2 separate regions of the Mus musculus genome follow, and region 1 is linked to region 2. The links are chromatin contacts, called in public Hi-C maps. All regions are on one chromosome and are shown on one strand. Each heading gives the region's core, a stretch centred on a gene start, on an enhancer-like site or on the middle of the called end of the contact. The rest is flanking DNA. Distances are from core to core; before and after follow the strand shown.

Evidence for each region. A called contact is a pair of places that touch in the nucleus more often than the background predicts.
Region 1: a Hi-C map of bone marrow-derived macrophages shows a contact between it and region 2, with 14 read pairs. The contact joins two enhancer-like sites. A contact is called at or near these places in 2 of 15 datasets of contacts at CTCF or cohesin (large pre-B cells and stem cell-derived epiblast-like cells), 9 of 484 Hi-C or Micro-C datasets (CD4 T cells, CD8 T cells, adipose-derived mesenchymal stem cells and 5 more), 3 of 115 datasets of contacts at active chromatin or transcription factors (T-cell acute lymphoblastic leukemia, memory CD8 T cells and pancreatic cancer cells) and 1 of 9 other capture datasets (embryonic stem cells).

What each region holds. Positions count from the first base shown.
Region 1 is chr5:64,998,433-65,005,073 of GRCm38.p6, reverse strand. All of the region lies in intron 3 of Fam114a1 (family with sequence similarity 114, member A1), which reads right to left. All of the region lies in intron 2 of Gm32374 (a long non-coding RNA gene), which reads left to right. Among named protein-coding and RNA genes, the nearest start is that of Gm32374, 18 kb to the left of the region's middle. Within about 2 kb of position 1,388, at least 37 of the 459 cell types and tissues checked have an H3K27ac peak or open chromatin away from gene starts, as enhancers often do. A contact at or near this core is called in bone marrow-derived macrophages, where this site is marked.
Region 2 is chr5:64,389,618-64,396,287 of GRCm38.p6, reverse strand. Gm43837 (a long non-coding RNA gene) reads right to left here. Exons shown (of 3, transcript XR_003955925.1): 3 at 6,413-6,559. Among named protein-coding and RNA genes, the nearest start is that of Gm43837, 15 kb to the right of the region's middle. Within about 2 kb of position 4,702, at least 53 of the 459 cell types and tissues checked have an H3K27ac peak or open chromatin away from gene starts, as enhancers often do. A contact at or near this core is called in bone marrow-derived macrophages, where this site is marked.

The sequences.
Region 1 (6,641 bases), core at 139-2,638, 610 kb before region 2:
TGGGAAGGAGTAGCAGTCCAAAGTAGGCTGAAGGTCACGGACTCCATCAGACTAATAGCACCTGTATTTCCAAGAAGGGACAGTCTTTATTTCCAAGACACTGGCACAGTTGGGATTCGGTAAGGAGTACAGAGCAGACCTTCCCACTCATTGGGTAAAAACCAACCCTTGACTTGATAGAAAAGAGTCTTCTATTTCATCCACAGACAGCTTGACACCCTGCACTAAGATGGGGTAAGCCTTTCTTAGACAGGAGGAAGGGATCAAAGCACTGGTAGACCACTGCGGTCCTCATGGCTACTGGAGTTCTAGAAGGAAAAACAGCCTGTGCCCCCTCCATCTGGGTGCCTGCTACCTGCCGTGGCATGTAAGGAGAAAGGAAGCACGCATCCTGGGACCCTGGGTTGTTCAAACACGAGGCAGTGGTAACCAAGTCAAAGGAAGACACCAGAGTCAACTAGAACCAGTCAGAATTACAAAACACTGTTCAAATGACTGTTCATCCATCTCTTGAGTTAGAGGAAGACACAGATGAGACTCATACATACTCAAAAGAGTAGTATTTTGGATCTGATATCAATGCATAGAACCCTGTGGAAATCTAGGTGTGGTGGCATGAGTTTGTAGCCTCAGAGCTGGGGACATAGAGACAGATACATCCCTGGGGCTTGACATCCAGCCGTTGTAACTGAATCAGTAAATTTCAGGCCAAGTGAGCCATGCTGTTTCAAAAGGCAAGGCAGACACAATCCTGAGGAATACCCTTTGACTTTCGAGGTTAGCCTTTGGCCTCTGCACATACTCACACATGCACCCCCACATACACACAGAAGGCCGATTTCTCAGTTCTAACCTGATTTATCAAAGCAACACAGGCAATGGTATTTACTGGCTTCTTCCAACGAAAGCTATTTGTCATCATATATTACCTACAAACCCTGAAAACTTAGGAAACATGATTTACAGCTTTAATTACAATAGAAATATGTGCCTACACTCATGCAGATAATTAAACACAGCTCAAACTCATTACTGAGTTACTCGGAAAAAAAAAAAAAAACAAACTGCTAAGCCGAAGACTTAATTATAAGCTTTCAATCTGACTCGAATTAATTCTTTCTAGCCTCCAAAGAATTCCAAACATTTCAATGGAATCTCATCGAAATTTCAGCAAACACTTAAGTCGTTGGCTTCATATTCTTCAAGGTAGTTTAAAAACAACAACAACAACATCCACACAGACTTTCCAAAAGGAGACTGCAGAATTCTCCACGCATAATTCACAGCTATAGATTTCTGAGAGCCAAAGTCAGGGAATAAGTGATCTCTGGAGGCACAGCTTGCTCAGCTCTGGGGCTCAGCGGCGCTCACACTCATTATTAGCTCTTTAATCTTCCGGGGCCTTACATCCCCCTCTTTGACTTCCTCCACAGTAGGTTAGTCTTGTCTGTTTCTCTGTTGGGAGAGCTGCTTCTCATCTTGGCCAGTCTGTAGTCCCAGCACTTGGAAAGCAGAGGAAGGTAAGAGACTAGCCTCAGCTACCTAACAAGTCCAAGGCTTGCCTGGGCTACATGAGATACCGTCTCAAACAAAACAGCAAAGGGAAAAAAAGAACAAGCCTCCCACATGACCACAGACAAGTGTGCATAAACTGTCTCCAGAACTACCCCTTTGTTTTCGGAATGGAAGACAGTTTTCATGTGCATGCAGCTAAGATGTGTTTAAGCCGGCATTTCACCATGGTGCTATCTGTTCTCTGATTAACAATTCTAAGTTTTTTTGTAAGTAAAAGAAAGTACTTTCTGAATTTTCCTAGAAATTCAAATTTAAGCGTTATATTTACCTAAATATTGTGATTTTTTTTTAAATAGGTAGAGACTGCCACACCCTACTTAGCTGAGCCACTTCCAAAGCTTGACTTAGTGTGACATCTAGTGCCCAGATAAGGAAATCATAACAGAGCCACTGGGACTTTTATTTTTGACTAATGACTCCATTTCCAGAGGTTTCTACTAACAAGAAAAAGACAACAAATGTGTGTGACACTACTTGGTGTCGTTTGTGAAATAACTTCACACCACCACAAACCCTAAATATTCTAAAACATGGAAGGCTCCGGAATCCCAAGGCTCTGAGGCTGGGACTGGGTCTGGTTTTCAGGCTGCAGTAGGTGAGTGCTGGAAAGCCAAACCAGAAAACAAAACAAAACAAAACAAAACAAAAAAAAACACAAACAAACAAACAAACAAACAAAAAAAAACCCAGCAAACCCAAATCAAGACAAGAGGGCAAGAATGTCCCAAGAATGTTGCAGGACAGTGTCCTCTAAAAACATTCCATGGCCATCTGGCTTTTTAATTACCTGTGCTTACACGCTAAATGAAAGCAATCTAGACTGAAATCCGCCAAGGACATTGGTCCCACAATTTCTTAGCTGTGTGATGTTAACTTAGTTACCTAATTTGTCCGCGTGTCTCTGCTTCTGTGCTTTTTCTGCCATGAGAATTATAATATCGACCTTCCAAAATCTCTCCTCTATACCTTTAGGACATCCCAGACACTGTATTAAAGTGTCTACTTTTCTTAATAACACTGTGCTAAGAGATGTGTAATACCCCTTCCATAACTGAGAAAACTGAGGTCAATCAAAAGAACGTTATCTGCCAAAGGTCCCAAAGTTGGTAAGCGGGAAGCAGGATTTAAATCCAGTCCATCTGATGCCAGAACCAACATGTATAATCCCTTTGACATACTGAGGAAGTTTTATAGTTGAGAATGCCTTCTAACCTTGAAGGTCAGATCCTTGGTCAGGCTCTTCTTTAGAACACTTTGACTTATGCTAACCTGAACTTGAGTTGCCTCACCTTGACCACACAGCAAGGTGAAGTCCATGTTCGAAGTGTGGCCTTACTCTGGCTCTTGTATCCCAGTCATGCCTTGCACGGTCAGGGTTGATGTTCGGAATCACTCCCTGTACTGGAAGACGTGGGGATGCGGTTGGGTTGGGACCATGGGGTATGGGGTGATACCACACCCCAGTTCAATATTCTTCTTAAGTCCTCTTCTTGTGAATCCTATCAAATCCAAAGGCCCAGCCCATTGGGAGAGAGAGATGAAATAGCATACTTGTGGAGGCTGGGTCTCCGACCAGTGGTAAAGAGGAATAGCTGTAGCTCTAGACAGCATGATCGGGTAGCCCAAGGCTGCTTTCTGTTAGACATATTTGCCAATGGCAAGGGCTGCAGCTACGTCATGAGGAGGTCTCTTCCCATCTAAATTGCTTTCTTTTAAATATATTTCCTTCTTTTAAAAACAGTACATACAAAACAGACAAAACCATCAATTGGTTCTCTGATCTACGTGGCTGAATTTTCCCCTAATACGTTTTGAGGGAAATGGGTATAACATAAAATGTATCCTCTTAAGTGCTCCACTACACAGTTTCATGGAGCAGACACACCGCTAATGTCCACTTCCAGACCTCATTTGTACCCATTAGGCAGTAGCGCCTCCTCCCTCTACCTACCAGGCCCTGATAACCTCTGTTTTACTCTGTGTCTTTCTGATTTTGGTCACTCTAAGAACCCTATCCAAGTGGAATCCCACAGTACTTGCTTTTTGTGCCTGGTCTTGTTTAGCTTAGCATAACGCCACTCAAGGTTCATCCATTTGTGGTGTGTGTCAGAATTCCCTTCCTTTTTAAGGTTGCATATTATTTCACTGTATACCCTGCTTGTTATATATACCATTGGCAGATCTATGGCTTGCACCTACATGTTAGTGTTGTGAATAATGACAGTTTGAACATGGGTATACAATAACTCTCTGAGACCTTACTCTCAAGCCTTCTGAATATATACCCAGCAATAAAATAAGTAGATCACACCCTAACAGTTCTTTATTGGTGTATATTTTGGTTGTTAGCTCATATATGCGCGTTGAACCACCCTTTCCTCTAGCTCTTTGTTCGGATAGTACATCATCAAAGCCTAGCCCCAGCACCCTCTTAAAAACTTTAACCTACACTCCCAGCAACTCTGAGCTTTTTCTATTTTGTATATTTTTTAGATATTTGCCACTTCCTGGAACTTTGTATAATTTTCCTATTCAGAGAGTGTATTCTCTGCTGGCTTTTTTCTCCCTCTTGGGGGAGGGAGCTTTAATTCATTTGTTCACACTCAAGTGACTATGGCACACCCAATACAGTAAGTAGTCACTGCCTGGCTTCTGTATTGACCATCTCTGTACATATACATCAGTGAGCTTTTCAAAGAACCAGCAGAGGTGGGCTGGACTTAGAGGAATGTGCACTTCAAACTCTATGGAGAACGCCAACTGCCCTTTGGAGAGGTCTTGCCTTACACTCTTCTTGGGGGTGAATTGTAATGACAGTCATCTAAAAAATATTGATCTTGCCTCAGACACTTCTCTTAATGAATTCAAGACATAATAACAAGTCGTAGAATGTAGTTTTTTAGAAAAAGATACATCGAGGCTGCCATGCTCAAATAAGCAAACTAAATGCAGCTTTAAAAGGTGACAATCAACTTTCTTTCTGGAAAAGTCTTCGCTCTCCAAAACGATGGGCAAATTTCTCTGTGGTCAATGTTCAATATACCCTACCCTAGGGTCAGGGATAAGAATAAGTGCTACTGAGCTGACAATGTTTGCATCAAAGCCCACCAGAAATCCATCAGTCTTGTTCCTGATACAGAGATTTCAAAGCACTGTGGGAAACTGTAGCATCAATAGCATCATCCTTTTCATGGATGAACCGTGATGGCTATTCTTGGTTATCAACTCAACTACATCTGGAACCAACTAAACCCAAATGGCTGAGCCCACCTGTGAGATACTTTTTTCTCAATTAAACCCTTTGAAATGGGAGGCCCACTTCTAATCCGGATCTTTTGTAGTAGGAAGATCCATCTTTCATCTGGGCCACACTTTCTGCAGGTAGTCTATATAAAGGACATGGAAAAAGGAAGCTCTCTTTCTTCCTTTGTTTGCCAGTCCATTCCTTTGCTGGCATTAGAGCCTACATCTTCAGGATTCTGACATATACTGAAGAGTTGAGACATCTAGCTTTGTGGACTGAACAATTATTGGATTTTTTTTAACCTTTCATTGGTAGATAGCCATTGTTGAACTAGCTGGACCACAGTCTGTAAGCCAATCTAATACATTTTCACACACACGCACACACACACACACACACACACATACATACACACACATATATACATACACATATATATGTATATATGTATATATATAATATATAGGGGATATACATACATACACACACATATACATATACATACATATTCATATTAACTCTGTAAGTTCTATTCCTCTAGAGAACCCTGTATTAGTCAGGGTTCCTAACCCTTAAGAATTTTTATATCATCAACATTACTTCATAATAAACAGATAGATAGATAGATAGATAAATAGATAGTTCCTTTCCATTGATGTTACATTTGTACAGAGGGAAGTTTTCACAGTAGCACAATTTTGATGAGTCTGCCATTCTTTGCAATAAACATTGATGCTGTTTCGAAAGGGCTGGTAGAGAATGTCACCAGAATGTGAAAACTTGCAACCTGGGCGAGGATGGGAAAGGACAGAGTGACTTTGAGAAAGAAATATCAGATGCACTCTATTCCTCAATCAACTGTTCTGGCATTAGATATTTGCAGTCATAACACTGTCGCAACCAACTTTTCAAACAAACATGTAGGCCTTTGGCTGATCTAGTAACAAATTCCCCATTCTGAAGAGGTTTGACTCAGCGTAACAGCTGGACCATCCACTTCCTCCGAGAGAACCATTCTAAAGGTACGTTCTGTCTATAATGTGCTTGTGGGAAATCATTGCTGATTTTCATGATATTGCTTTGAAGTTATTAATATTATCACTTACTGGGTCATTTTTCTGTATTTTTAACATTTCCTCCCTTTGGTTTCTGAATGGGATGACAGAGATTTTTGTTGCATTTTTGTGAATTTTTTTCCACAGGCATGTGTGGTGGATGATTAAGTCTTCTTAGACTGTGACACAGTTTGTCTCGGAGTGATGAAAATATCTTTAAGATGGAGGGTCCCTCATAGAACTGGTAGCTAGAAATGCTTGGTTTCACATATGCATTCCTCTTAACCTTAGACTCAAAGTAATACACCAAAGGACAAGGCGGAACAATGCAGAGGAGTTAAATGCAAGTCTCAGTGCGGTATGTTTCCACTAAGCACCGGGGCTACACACACACAGTTCCTTCTACAGGTAACTATGAGATGGAAGCATCATTTTCTACAAGTGGGAAGAGACCTTGTAGAAAAGCTCTCTCAAGTAGCCCCCTTTTCTTAAGATTTATTTGTGCATTGTATGTATGTGAGTACACTGTAGCTGTCTTCAGACACACCAGAAGAGGGCATCAGATCCCATTACAGATGGTTGTGAGCCGCCATGTGGTTGCCAAGAATTGAACTCAGGACCTCTGGAAGAATAGTCAGTGTGCTCTTAACCGCTGAGCCATCTCTCCAGCACCTCCCCCCCCACTCTTTTTCAAATAGAGAACCTGGGTCTCATAAAGGGCAGCTACCAGGTGTAGCTATGGAGTCAGTCTCTTACCATGACAGGTC
Region 2 (6,670 bases), core at 3,453-5,952:
CACTGCCACCAGCACACGAGTTAGACATTTGTCCTTTCTTTGTCATCACGGAATCTTGAATTATAAATGAATCTACCTCTGCCTGCACTCACACATTCCTGCAGCCTTCATAATTATTCCCTTGAACAGTGTACCATTTTTGCAGCAAACAACAACAACAAAAACACAAAACCTCTACCCTTTAGTGGCTAAATGCCTACTTTTGGATCCAAAAAGCCCTAAATCTAAGCTCTGACTTTGCCATTTGTCATCCTGGCAACTGTGGTCGGCTTGGGTCCTCGTGTCCATTAAGTAGACAGTGACCAACACTTCCCACAACTACTGTGGGAGTTCAGTGAAGATACTGGAAAATAGACTTAAACGTGGTAACTGGCCCATGGGAAAGGATTGAGAAGCAGGGGGTATTTGATGCAAAATATAGAGGGGTTCCTCTAAGTTTCTCAATAGACAAGGCTGTCTGTGTCCCATGCTGGGGGCAGGCGGAGCCAAAAGAGTATAGAGAGGCCATGTGCTCGCCCCTCCAAACAGAGCAAACCAGTGTCCAGATGCTCGGACCTCAAACTTCTCATCTGTTCCCCTTCCTGGGCAGGGATTTCCCTGCTTAAGCCCCACTGCGAGGCTGTAGGGCAATACAGCATCACTTTCGGTAAACGGGCATTAGCCCCTTAGGGAAAGCAAGCATTAAACAGACCCATGAAGCAGAAACATTGCCCAGAGCACGGTTGGCCAGGATGGAAGAATCTGCTTAGGAAAAGCTGCTCCTTTAGGGACAGGAGTTCCATGCTTAACAATATGCTATTCACGGAGACTGCTGGAACAGCTAAGCTCTGAGGCCTAACTCAAAGGTGAATGCCCTTCGTTAAGTACTCAAAGGCATTTGGTACCTGAAGTAGAGCAGGCAAGTTATATACATGTGTACTGACTACTTTTATGTCAGCTTATGTCAGTTGAGGAGGGACCCTCAACTGAGAAAATGTCCCCACAAGACTGACCTGTGGGCAAGCCTGCAGAGCATTTTCTCGATTAATGGTTGATGTGGGTGGGCCCACCTTCAGTGAGCGGTGCCATCCTTTGGTGGGTAGTCCTGGATCATATAAGAAGATGGACTGAGTGAGCCAGGAGGAGCACGCAGCACCCCTCCATGGCCTCTACTTCAGTTCCTACCACCAAATTCCTGCCCCAAACTCTTCTCTCAGGGATGAACTGTTACCTAGAAGTGTAAGACAAAAATCAACTCATTTTTTTCTCAAGTTGCTTTTGGTCATGGTGTTTATCACGTTAGAAATCTTAACTAAGACCATACACATGTAAAATAGGCCGGTGGAACAGTTATCATTTCTATAATGTGAGGGGAATAATCCTCTTTAGCAAATTAATTATTAAGCATTCACCTACCTGGCTACTTTTTAAAATATTTATTATTCATTTTATTTGTTTATATGTTATTGTGTGTGTAGATAACTGTGTGTGACAGACGGGAGTGGGGTATACCAGTTTCCCTGGAGGCTGGTAGGGCCTGGGATCCCATGAAGCTGACCTTAAGGATAGTGATGAGCCATCCTTCTTGAGTGTTGGGGCCTGAGCTTGGGAACTCTTCAAAAGCAGCAATTGTTCTTAACCGATATACCATCTCTCAGACCCCAGCTGGCTACATTTTATCAAACATTTATTAGGTGTCAGATGCTGAGCAGGCATAGAGGCCCCTGCTGGATGCTGCTATGGCCTATATATGACTTGTGTGTGTTTACACATACACACAGAAGCAAAACTGATAGCACCAAAATGCCAGAGGAAATGATCTGGTAAAGTCTTGGGTCCACTAAGGCACCCTGACACTAACCCTGACCACTCTCTTTTATGGCTCAGCTTTCCTGGATCTCCACGCATCCCGTCCCTCCTCTTCCTGACATCATGTATACGTACATATATGTGTATGTCAGGTGGACACATTACATTTTATATATGCATGTATAATTTGCTTATTGCTTATCTATTTTGCCCTGCTAAAATGTAATCTCTTTGCAAGTAAGGAAAGAGAGGGGTGTTTTTTTTGTTTTTTGGGGTTTTTTTTTTTTTGGTTTTGTTTTTGGCTTTGGTTATTTTGGTCAGCTTTGATACATACCATGATGTATCTAGAAGAAAGTCTGGCATGGAATAGGCACTCAGTAAAGTTCCTCAAGTGTAATAGATCTGCTGGGGTAAAAGACAGTTATCCATCCATCCATCCATCCGTCCGTCCGTCCGTCCGTCTGTCTGTCCATCCATCCATCCATCATCCATCCATCCATCTATCTGCCATCCATCCATCTATCTGCCATCCATCTATCTGCTATCCATCCATCTGCCATCCATCCATTCATTGAGTAAGCATCTGTTGTCTTCTCTAGGTAAAGAGAAGACATTTTTTGATCTTCTCTAAGGGTTTGGTGGCCTGGACACAGAACAAAGATATTCTGACTGCTCTCATAGTGTGATCCAAGACTGCAGAGACAAATGCACAGGCCACATTCCTGAGCATGCCCGACCCTGGGTGTGGTGGTGACTTGCAGCGGTGACTTGCTGGGAATGAGGCTGGCCAGACATTGTGGGCACCAAGTCTAGAAACCTGGTCCCCTGGCTGAGCAGCTGAACCCTTACAATCCTCAGAGACGTAAGTTTCATTTTAAAATAACTCCCTTTAGATACAGACTTAGAACTCCATCAAAGCCAAATAAGCCAGCCCGTTTGAGAGGCAGAAAGCCAGATGGCAGGAATACCAAGAGCACTCTCTTCCTTGTTATCACTGATACTGGTCAAACCACGTTTTGCTGCTCTTCGAATCACAAAGGAATGGACTCACATTCACAGGTACTTTAAGAACACACTCAGACAGTCTCCAACTGTACACCAATCATTCCAGCCAAAGGATCAGAAGATGATGTGTGGAGGAAACACTCTCCTGGCTCTTCAACTACCAGCCACTTCCAGGGAAGGAAGACTTGCCTGCTTGAGCAGAGTGTACCTTGGGAAGAACGGATATGGGGTACAGCTAGAAAACCCATATGCTCTTTCTACTTCAGGCTGCATGTAGCCAGCCCAAGGAGAACTCGCTGAACCTCCATGGGTAGTGAGTTCCTTTCCAGACACCAGAAGCAGCCACAAATAGCAAGAAGGGTCTGGGACAGTTGATGACTGACCCTATGGAGCGGAGGCGATGCTATAAAAATCAGTTGCATACTGGCATCAGGAGACAGGCTGGCTGCTCCGGCAAAAACAGCATACAAAAATAATTCTGTTATAAACTGACTCTCTCCTATATATAGTAAAGACAAATAATCGCCCACTTCCCCCCGTTAATGTATCTTTCAGGTTCCTGTTTTTAAATAGCAGCTTTTCTGAAAAGCTCACCCTGCTGAACTTTCTAATGGTGGCCACAAAGGGAATATCTAGCCATCATGGAGATGACCATACAGGGGGACAGGAGGGAAGGGCAGGCTATGAGAGGGACCCTGTAGCTCACCCACAGGGAAAAGCAGGCCACTTGGGAAAAATCCAGACGCATTAGTTCCAGATTTTGTTGTTGTTGTTGTTGCTGTTGGTTCCTGTTCTCTGGCAGGCCAGAGCACTCTGCAGAAAGGGGACCTCCCAGGGCCCTTCCAGCCTGCTTCTCCTGCATGACCTGCACCTGCTCTGGGGCACGATAAAATATCTAGGGATAACACCCGGGGCGGAAGCCATGTGCATGGTCAAGGTCTATGCAATGTACTGATCTCTGATCAGTTACGATGCTATCAAAGTTGCCTTCCCTCACCGGTACAGCTTAAAAGCAAAGAACCAGACACCCCTCCTATGAGTGGCTCTGCCCAGGACCTGTATCTCAGCCCGTGTGTTGAGAAAGACAGACCCCGTCGTAAGCTGTGACCTTTACCGGCAGAAGCTTGCACTGTTCGCGGATGGAAGGAGACACAGTCACTCTTCCAACCATCTCCAGCTGAGCCCCGCTGGGAGCTGCTACCTCCTGTACACCTTGTCGTTCTACCCTAGAGACTTCATTTTTCTCTTCTTTTTACCTGTTTCCTCCCTCAGGCCTGGGAAGAGATGTAAGCCCTCACGGCTTTCTTACAACCACTCTCCTGAAAGACAAGTGACCAGAAGAGGAGATATCCCAGCAATAGGAAACACCATGAAGAACACCTCTCTAGAGTTCCATTAAGCTCTGGGAACAGGATCATGGTAATATTGTGCTGAGCATAAAGGTCTGAAATAGCTGCAGAGTGGTGGCCTTCCAGCTACTTCAGTGGGAGACTATGAATCCCTTGTCCTTTCAGTGAGCGTGTGGGGGATACAGTGTCTGCACCACTCAAGCTTAGTGCACTGTTCTAGACCCAGCACTGACTGGTGCTTACCTGGGATGGTACCCAAAACCTGCCAAACTTCTGTCCGTCTTGCTATCATCATTTCCGGTGTATGAGCAAGGCTTTAGTGGCCCTGAAAGATTGAGGGATCTCCCCAGGAGTACAGAGCTACATCATGAAAAGCCAGGACCAAAGTCCCTTCAGGACACTTAGCGGTTCCATTCTCCTGCCCCAAGAAGAGATGTCCAAAGGAGATTGCACAACCCACACTGAAAGTTGGTTCCAGGCACTGCCCTCAGAAAAGTCCCTCACCGAGCATTTGAGCTTCTCTCACTTCAGTCACAGTCCATTTCCTCTTCCCAGCCGGCCGGCATGCTAGAGAATTAGGTGTGGCAACTTCCAAGAAGGGAGGGAGGTACCCACCCCCACCCCCACCCCCCTCAGGACATCCTACAGCTCTGAATGGGAGCATTCCTTCACAGTAGTTGTGCTGGAACCAAAACCCTTCCTGTGAAGGTCACCTGCCCCCATCAGGAAGTCCCCCACCCCCTGCATCCTTGTCAAAAGCTCCTCCCCCCCCCACACCCCCTCCATCTTGGAGAGCAAAGGTTCATTAGCTTGCTAAGAAATCACATCTCTGCCTCTGGTGCAACAAGCCTAGGGTCTTGCAGCAGACAAATGGTATTTTTGGTTCCTTGGTAAGTCTACAAACCCAGGGTTCCATCTCCTGGCATTAAATAGCTTCCTTCCTAATTGGAGCATGCTCAAAAGTCAGACCCACCATAGGGCTTGTTAAAATTCTGATGGCAGTACTCCACCCACAGGTAGGACCCTGGGGCCTGTATCTCTAACAAGTTCCCAAGAGATGTTGATGCTGCTGGCCCTGGACCACACTCCGCATCTCCAGGGATTACTTTGTGGTGCAGCATTAGCCCCAGCAATGCCATTTTCACAAAGCACCATTTAAAACATGATTCCAGGATAACATATTATGTAAGACCCCAGAAGCACAAATCAGCATGTGAGGTCAAGAGGTAGAGGAGAGTGAAGAGCGTGAAGCCAGGTAAGCCCTAGCCAAACACTGAGAAGAGAGCTCTGGACGTCCTGTGCCTCCCATAAGGAGCGCACATCAAGGGATCGTGGAAAAAGTCTTGTTTATAGTCAGGCTTTCTTTCTCATTCCTGAGGCGACCACAGCTGACCTGGGCAAAACAGGCCTGCCCTGCCCAGACCTGCCCAAGGTGTTCCCTCATTCCTTGGAGGTGAAGATGGTACGGGCGGGGGGGCGGGGGGGAGTTGTGGGAAGGGGTATGGGGGACATGGTCTGGGGATACTGTCTGTCTCAGCCTGCCAGCCCAAGTGGACTCTGAAATTCCAATCTGAGTAGCTGAGAAGACAGAAAATGTTCTGACCCTTTCTGCAATCACAATTTCTTAGAAACATCAACATCAGAAGGTAAAACCTGAGTAGATTAACCACTCAACTTCTTCCCAAATTCTTTTGCCCGTTCCATTCCTTCTGAATGGAAATTTCTTTCTTGTGGCTATTCCTAGTCTCCCTTCCACAGTCAGCTATGGCTCCTGTCTGGGCGGTGGTCTCAGGCACTTCTCCCTCTTTGGCTTCCACACTTGCAGCATCCTTAAACCTTCAGCCAATCAGCATCTCCTTTGCAGGCTCCTTTGCCTCCTCCCTTTGTTCTTTCTGAATGATCATTTTCTTTTCTGTGACATCGACAACAAGAACTGAAGAAACAGAAGGAAAGGTAGCTGTAAGCAGAGGGAGGCTGGAAAGGGATTTTCTCTCAGAGAGAGAAGAAAGAAAGAGTGTAGAGATGCCTAGCAGCCCCCTGGAGGTTTTGAGGAAAGAGAACCCAGGCAGGTTCTGGAAGCAACAGAAAGAAACAGGGTGGAGATTGTAGCAGGGGTGGCTCTGTGGTGTGGTTACAGAGTGTGAAAAATGCAGTAAAGGGGATACAGCAATTCTGAAACCTCCCCTGGTGCCAGGGACCCTTATGCTTTAACTGCATCACCACTGTGGGACTAGGTGGCCTGGGCTCAGCCTTCATTGGCTCACCTCCGCACGATCCTTCCATCTTTGACCTTGCCCTTTCCAGTGTCTGGCACAGTGCCTAGGCTGTGGTAGTTGCTCAGAAAGGGCTCCCTTCTTTCCTCTCTCCAGCTCCGGGGCATCCTTCATGTTGACATGGGGACAGAATTGGAGTTGAGGCTGATAGGACAATAGGAGATGAGGAGGGAGGGTAAATAATGCATAGCACTGAACCCTCCCCCCCCCCCCACACCCTGGACCAAATACCAGCCTCACAATGCTGATCTTGGC